Regions from separate parts of the Sus scrofa genome. Here region 1 is linked to region 2. A link is a contact called in public HiChIP or PLAC-seq data. All regions are on one chromosome and are shown on one strand. Each heading gives the region's core, a stretch centred on a gene start, on an enhancer-like site or on the middle of the called end of the contact. The rest is flanking DNA. Distances are from core to core; before and after follow the strand shown.

The links. HiChIP or PLAC-seq counts read pairs in DNA pulled down with a chosen protein or histone mark.
Region 1: a contact with region 2 is called in an H3K27ac HiChIP or PLAC-seq map of alveolar macrophages. The contact joins two enhancer-like sites. A contact is called at or near these places in 1 of 47 Hi-C or Micro-C datasets (embryonic fibroblasts) and 1 of 2 datasets of contacts at active chromatin or transcription factors (alveolar macrophages).

Annotation. Positions count from the first base shown.
Region 1 is chr3:94,454,101-94,457,069 of Sscrofa11.1, reverse strand. All of the region lies in intron 11 of PRKCE (protein kinase C epsilon type), which reads left to right. Among named protein-coding and RNA genes, the nearest start is that of EPAS1, 200 kb to the right of the region's middle. Within about 2 kb of position 1,434, at least 23 of the 83 cell types and tissues checked have an H3K27ac peak or open chromatin away from gene starts, as enhancers often do. A contact at or near this core is called in alveolar macrophages, where this site is marked.
Region 2 is chr3:93,653,954-93,656,887 of Sscrofa11.1, reverse strand. LOC110260019 (a long non-coding RNA gene) reads left to right here. Exons shown (of 3, transcript XR_002342725.1): 2 at 454-644; 3 at 1,128-2,934. Among named protein-coding and RNA genes, the nearest start is that of MCFD2, 34 kb to the right of the region's middle. Within about 2 kb of position 1,582, at least 9 of the 83 cell types and tissues checked have an H3K27ac peak or open chromatin away from gene starts, as enhancers often do. A contact at or near this core is called in alveolar macrophages, where this site is marked.

The DNA of each region.
Region 1 (2,969 bases), core at 185-2,684, 800 kb before region 2:
GGGATGGATGAGGTGAGCTCAACCATTTAAATTTTGGGGTTTCCCTCGAGAGAATGAATGTAGGAGGAGCAGGCTGTGACCTAGAGGAAGCACATGGAGGTGGTAAGGGGCTTCAGGGGTCTGCGGGGAGAAGATATAGCCCAGTACAAGATTGGGCGAAGGGGAGGCACTGCTGAACTTCCTTTCCCGTGTTTCGTTGTTTCCCCTCTGTCGCGCCAGCACACCCATCTGAGAGCCGGCCAGGCTGAAGTCACCCCAAAGGAAACGTTGCAGTAATAAGAGTCACCTGCCTTTATTTAGATCTGGCTTTCCTGCCCTTCCTTTCTTTCCCCCCAAATTTATGAATGGAAATAGATAAGGAGAGGTTGAATTGGCCAAGGCCATAGGTTGCATCTTGATTTTCTGGTCTCTGGGAAAGAGGCAGGGAACCATCTCCAACTGGAAATCTTAGGCTTCTATTCATTGTACCACTTTATGTTACTCAGTACATTTTGTTCAAATGAATTGTGCAAATAAGTTATTTCTAGTGCTCAGGGCATAGTCTGTGAACTGATCTGTCTGTATCTCATAAATTTTCCATTTGGATGATCAGAGCAGGGCAGAAGTTTCTCGCTGTGCTATTAAGCTACAGGCAACTGTTGTCACTGGCTGACCCTGGGTTGTAAGTACGTGGGAACTTGGTGGAGGGCTTCACAGAGGGAAAGGAAGGAGTTAGCTCTGTGAAGTCTGCCTTTGGGTTGGTGGGGAGCTCTTTGTAAGTGCTTCTGTTTTAACGACTTTGCCAGAGTTTCATCTTATCCAGACAGATACACAGCAAAGGAGAACTAATTTGGGCAAGTAGAATTGGTGGTAAATCTGAATTTTATGGAATGTGTTCAAAGGGATGACAGGAGTTAGAACTGCTCACAGATCCCTGCCAGGTAGAGTTTCCGCAGGACCTTCTGTGATGGAAAAAAAAAAGATAAGGGTAATTTCGATTAGCACATTTGCCACATAGATGGGTGCTGTCGATGTGCTTAAAGATGTGTGTTTTCAATTACAAATGTCTGTGTGTTTGACTTTTAATTGGCTAAGCAATGTGCTTCTTTATGAAGATCCATTTCCGGTTTGCTCCTATTGAAGGTATCACAATCTCATATTTGAACAAATGCCAGACGGATGAGTGTCCTAGATAGTGAGCCCTTGTCCATCCCACTATTTGGCTCCAGCAGTGGTTTCATGAGAAAATAATGGTACTAAAGCTGTGGCTTAGAGCCCTGAGAAGCAGTTTCAGCCATGCCTAGGAGGCAGAGGTGAGAGGGTATCTCTCAGCCCAAGGCAGCGAGCTGTGTGCTCTCTTCAAGCCCTGCACTTCCACATGTTCAGATACTCAGATTTAGGCTCAGCCCACACGGTTCCAAATGCAGCCTCACATAGAATTGCCAAGGTAGACACGTCTCGGAGTTCCGGGAGAAGGATGGAGAATGAGCAGCTTACGTGGTGGAGGCACACATCTAGGAGATGCTAAAAAAAAGTACCCGCCAGAGACTGACTGGCTTTCATAAAGTGAGTGCACCAAACTTCCAGTTAGTTGAGCAGAGCCTGGGAGCCCAGAGTCCCTGGATTGCCCAGCCTCAGGGAGCAAGTTCACTTCTTAATAGTTTCTTAGCTCTCCTCCTACTTGGCAAACCGAGAATCTGACGCAACACAGAGGAACAGTAAAAGTCATGTGAATCTGGAAATATGCCCCCTTTCCAGGCATTTGTTTAGAGTTTCCTGGCATTGGATTGTTTAGAAGGCAGTATTGCAAGAGAATGCACATTTTTTACATAATACTGTGGTTGAGAGCAGGGTTTCCTACCAACTCCCTGATTATTTCACTAAGTAAGGAATTAGTCAGAAGGCCATTGAAAAATCTTTTATTTTTCTTATTCATGTGAGACTGTGGTGGTTTGCCTGTGCTCGATATCATTGATGGCTAGATTCCCCCTGTGGAATTCTTAAAAATAGGGTCATGAATGTGTATAAACCTTAGCTGATTTCTATCTAGGATGAGGAGAAGGTAGTTGGTTAGGGTGAGCCATTCATGTAATTAGCCATCTAATCGCTAAGCACCCGGGCTCTGTTAGGTCCAGGAAGGGATTCAGAAGCAGACCTCAGGCCGCTCAGAGAACCAAGCACATAAAACAGTGTTGAATCAGCTTGTCTGTGGTAATGGCACTCACCCATCTTGGTAAATCAGACAATGTTATTAGCTAAGCAGAACCAAGATCATATTATCTATATCTATCGATAAGTCTAATTATTCAGTCATTGTTAACTGACTGACTGTTATATGCAATCAATAAGATATTCTCTTAAGGACTGAGACAGTCCAATTGAAGAAGTAGGGTAGAAGAATAACACTGGGTTAAATAACCCTCTCTGCCTTCACAGTGTAAGCCAATGGCATAAAGATATAATGTACAGGATATGATTAATCGTCACATGGGTGCTTCAGTTACTGCCATGAATTCATAGGAGGGAGTTTTCTAAATACCCTCTTCCTTAGAAAAGGCATCACCAAGGAGGAAGAGAACAGGAAGTGTCTGATGCATGCAGAGGAGGGCCTTGGGGAAGAGTCGCCAAGACGTTTTAGGAGTGACCAAGGGCAAGGAGGGGTTGCCATGTGAAAAGAAATCAGCTCAAGTAGAAAATAGTGAGAGCGGGTCAAGTTTAGACTACCAGCCTGAGCTGCTCGAAGTGGAATCCCTAGACTAGCAGCACTGGACCACCTGGGAGCTTGTTAGATATGCAGAACCTCAGGTCTCAGGCTAGACCTACAGACTCAGGATTTGGGGGGCCTGGGGTCCAGGAATCCGTGTGGGTGTTTTACATGTCCACTTGATTTTTATGTGTGCTAAAATTTGGAAAGCATGACTACTGATAATTTGGGTTCCATTCCAAATGACTGAGTCAGGCTTTTGAGTCAGGGAGTAGTATGTTCTTCA
Region 2 (2,934 bases), core at 333-2,832:
GCACCTTCATGGATGTTAGGATGACAGCAAACACTTACACTGGGTTTGCTCTGGGCCAGGAATTTGACAAGAGCTCTCTTACATGTTAATCAATCCTCCTAACAGCCCACTGAGATAGCGACTGGAATCCACACTTTAGAGATTGGTTCACAGAGGCACGGAGAGCTTAGCTGGTCCCAAGCCCACCAGCTGCTGACTGGGAAAACCAGGACTAGGAACCCTCACTGCCTTGAACACACTCCCCGTGACATGCCTGCCTCGGTCTCCTGCCATCACCATTCTAACCGTTTCAGACCTGGAGTCTCTCTAGCACCACGGACACGCTCTTTCAGGACAAACTCGCTGGCTAGTCAACAATCGGCCACTTTTTCCTGATGAGTCAGTGCCTCGGCTGCACTGGAGCAGTGGACCTGGCCTGCACCAACCCTCATGGCCCATCCTTTCTCTGCCCAGACAGCCTACTTCCCCATCTGCAGTCCTTTGACTTCTCAGTTCAACACCCTGGCCCTGGGGAGCGAGCCTCAAGACTCCACTCCCAGGAGAACCCTCCAGGGGGCGCTCTCATCCCCAGAGTCAAAGCTGGGCAGCGAGACTGGGAAAAATGACTGGAATAGAGGAACTAGTTCTGTGACCTGGACAAAAAGGTAAGCTTCTCTGAGTCTGTTCCCTTATCTGTCAAGAGGAAGAATGATAGAGATTTTTGTTCCTGGGTCTATGTACCACTTAGGGTTGCAGGTGAGGTGAGAAGGCCGCCAGAGATGTGCAGGGGACCTTCAGCCTGCCACTAGGGGGCTCCCTCTCAGGGAAGGGGCGAGCCCTGCAGCTGGACTGCGCACTGAAGGGAGGGAGGGCAGGACTTCATGGCAGGGAAGGGGAAGGGGCCTAAAATCCCCCAAGAGTATTACCTCTGGCCCGAACCCCCGGTGTTTGGAATTCAGTGCACCAATCTTTCTCAGCTCCTGCTGCAGGTAAAATTGTGTTTGTGTGTTTGGGGCCCTGTGGGGAAAGGGAGGAACGGTGGAAATGCAAGCAGCAGTCAGGTGGCTTAAATGAGCCATCACCCACTACACACCAGATTTTTCACATTCATGGCCTCCTTTAACCCTCACGTTACCCCCCTTTTACAGACAAGAAAGCAGGAGCCGTTCCAGATGTTTCTGCTCCCTCCCGCCCCCGGCGTGGTCTGAGTGAACCCAGGGACAGGGACAGGAAGAGATGCTCCCCAGGGACTCTGGTCCTGGCTGAGTCACCTGGCCTGGATGTCCAGTTCACGCTACCTCTATGTTACTCACTGACCAAGAATATGACTTAATTCCCCGTGGGCGATACCACCAGGCATATAAAGAAATGGGTGATGACCGTGACACAGAAGCTAAAAGCCTCAATTACCCTTCGCAACAGGAACCGGGGACATTTTTATGAAGAGAGAAATTTTTGCCTCATAAATCGCACTTGTGAGAAATCCAGCCCACGCTGCTGGTGACCTTGTCACATCTTCCACAGCCAGAGGCAGCCCCACAGATGGCGGGGATCACCTCAGCCTCACCCCTGCCATTAAGCCCAAGTATGTGTTCTAGAGAGTGTATGGGGGTCAGCCAGGGCTAGGATGAGGCCAGGATAGGCAGCCGGAATGCAAGTATATTCCCAGCTCTCAACCTGGCTCCCTCTGTTGGTCTCAACTGCAGGGCATGGGCATAAGAAGAGGGTCTTTAAAAAGTCTTCTTGACGGGGTCCCACCCCCAGAGATTCTGATGTAACTGGTCCAGGGTGGGCCTGGGCACTGGGAGCTTTAAAAGCCGCCCAGGTGATTCTGATGTACAGCCAAGTTGAGAGCTTACCCCTACCCTGCCCTGCCAGTCGATGAATCAACAGCAAGCTTTTAGCAAGTGCAAGCTGGTGGGAGGGGGGAGACCAGAAACAGGACACAGTTTCTGCCCAGGCTCATTTACATGAAGCCATAATGCGGACTCCCCACACCCCACGGGCAACAGAGACCCTGTGAAGAGGCCTGGGTGCAAGCACCTGGGGGAGCAGCTGCACCTGATCTGAGCCCAGAAGCTTAGGCTGTCTAAAGGCTCCCACCCATGCACACAACCACTGCGTGCTCCCCCGCCCCCTGCCGCGGCGTCCTCACAGGCGCATGCGTCATCTCCGTCCCGCTTTCTTACTCCTCCGACCTTCACCAAGCAGCCTGACTGAGCACACCCAGCTGCCTGAGGATCCCCTTTTATTCCACGGACAGACGTTTGCAGACGACTTTGGGCACGGACTGAGCACCAGGACTGCAAGGGGCAGCAGGCTGGAAGAAACAAACACGGGCGGGCAACAACAAGGCTCCTTCAAGGACAGTACAGCTCTTATCACTGACAGGTAGAATTCACTTAATGCGCTGCCTCAGGAGGCGCACACAGAGGCTCAAAAGAGTCTCCAGCAACCTGTGTTCTTCTAATGAAATCGAAAGCGGGTTCCATAGCGTTCCAGTTACTCTTGGGTATAAATAAAGAGTCCCATTTTCTATAACAAAAAGTCAGTTCACTCGACTGTCAAAGCCATAAACGCTCCCAGGTTCAAAGCCTCCCCTTCCCTTGGCCAGCAGATCAGCCCTTAGGTGGCTTGGGGGTCTCAGGGTCCCGTGCTGACATTCCGGGGGAGACTCTGCATGCTCTTGAGAAGCTCCCCAGGGCTGGGGGTCCCTGGACCTGACAATGTCTCCTACCAAAGCTGACACTGCAGCAGAAGCCCTGCTCAACATCTGTTTATTCATCCAGTATTCAAGCTTCTGTGGGTTGTTGATATTTGTTTTAATGAAGGCATTTAAGGATATAAATTTTCATTAGAGCACATCTTATTTTTTGTATGTTTTTACTGCTCTCCCTACTCTTTAGTACTGATAAAATTATTAGATGTTCAATGAGCAATTTATACAACCCAGAA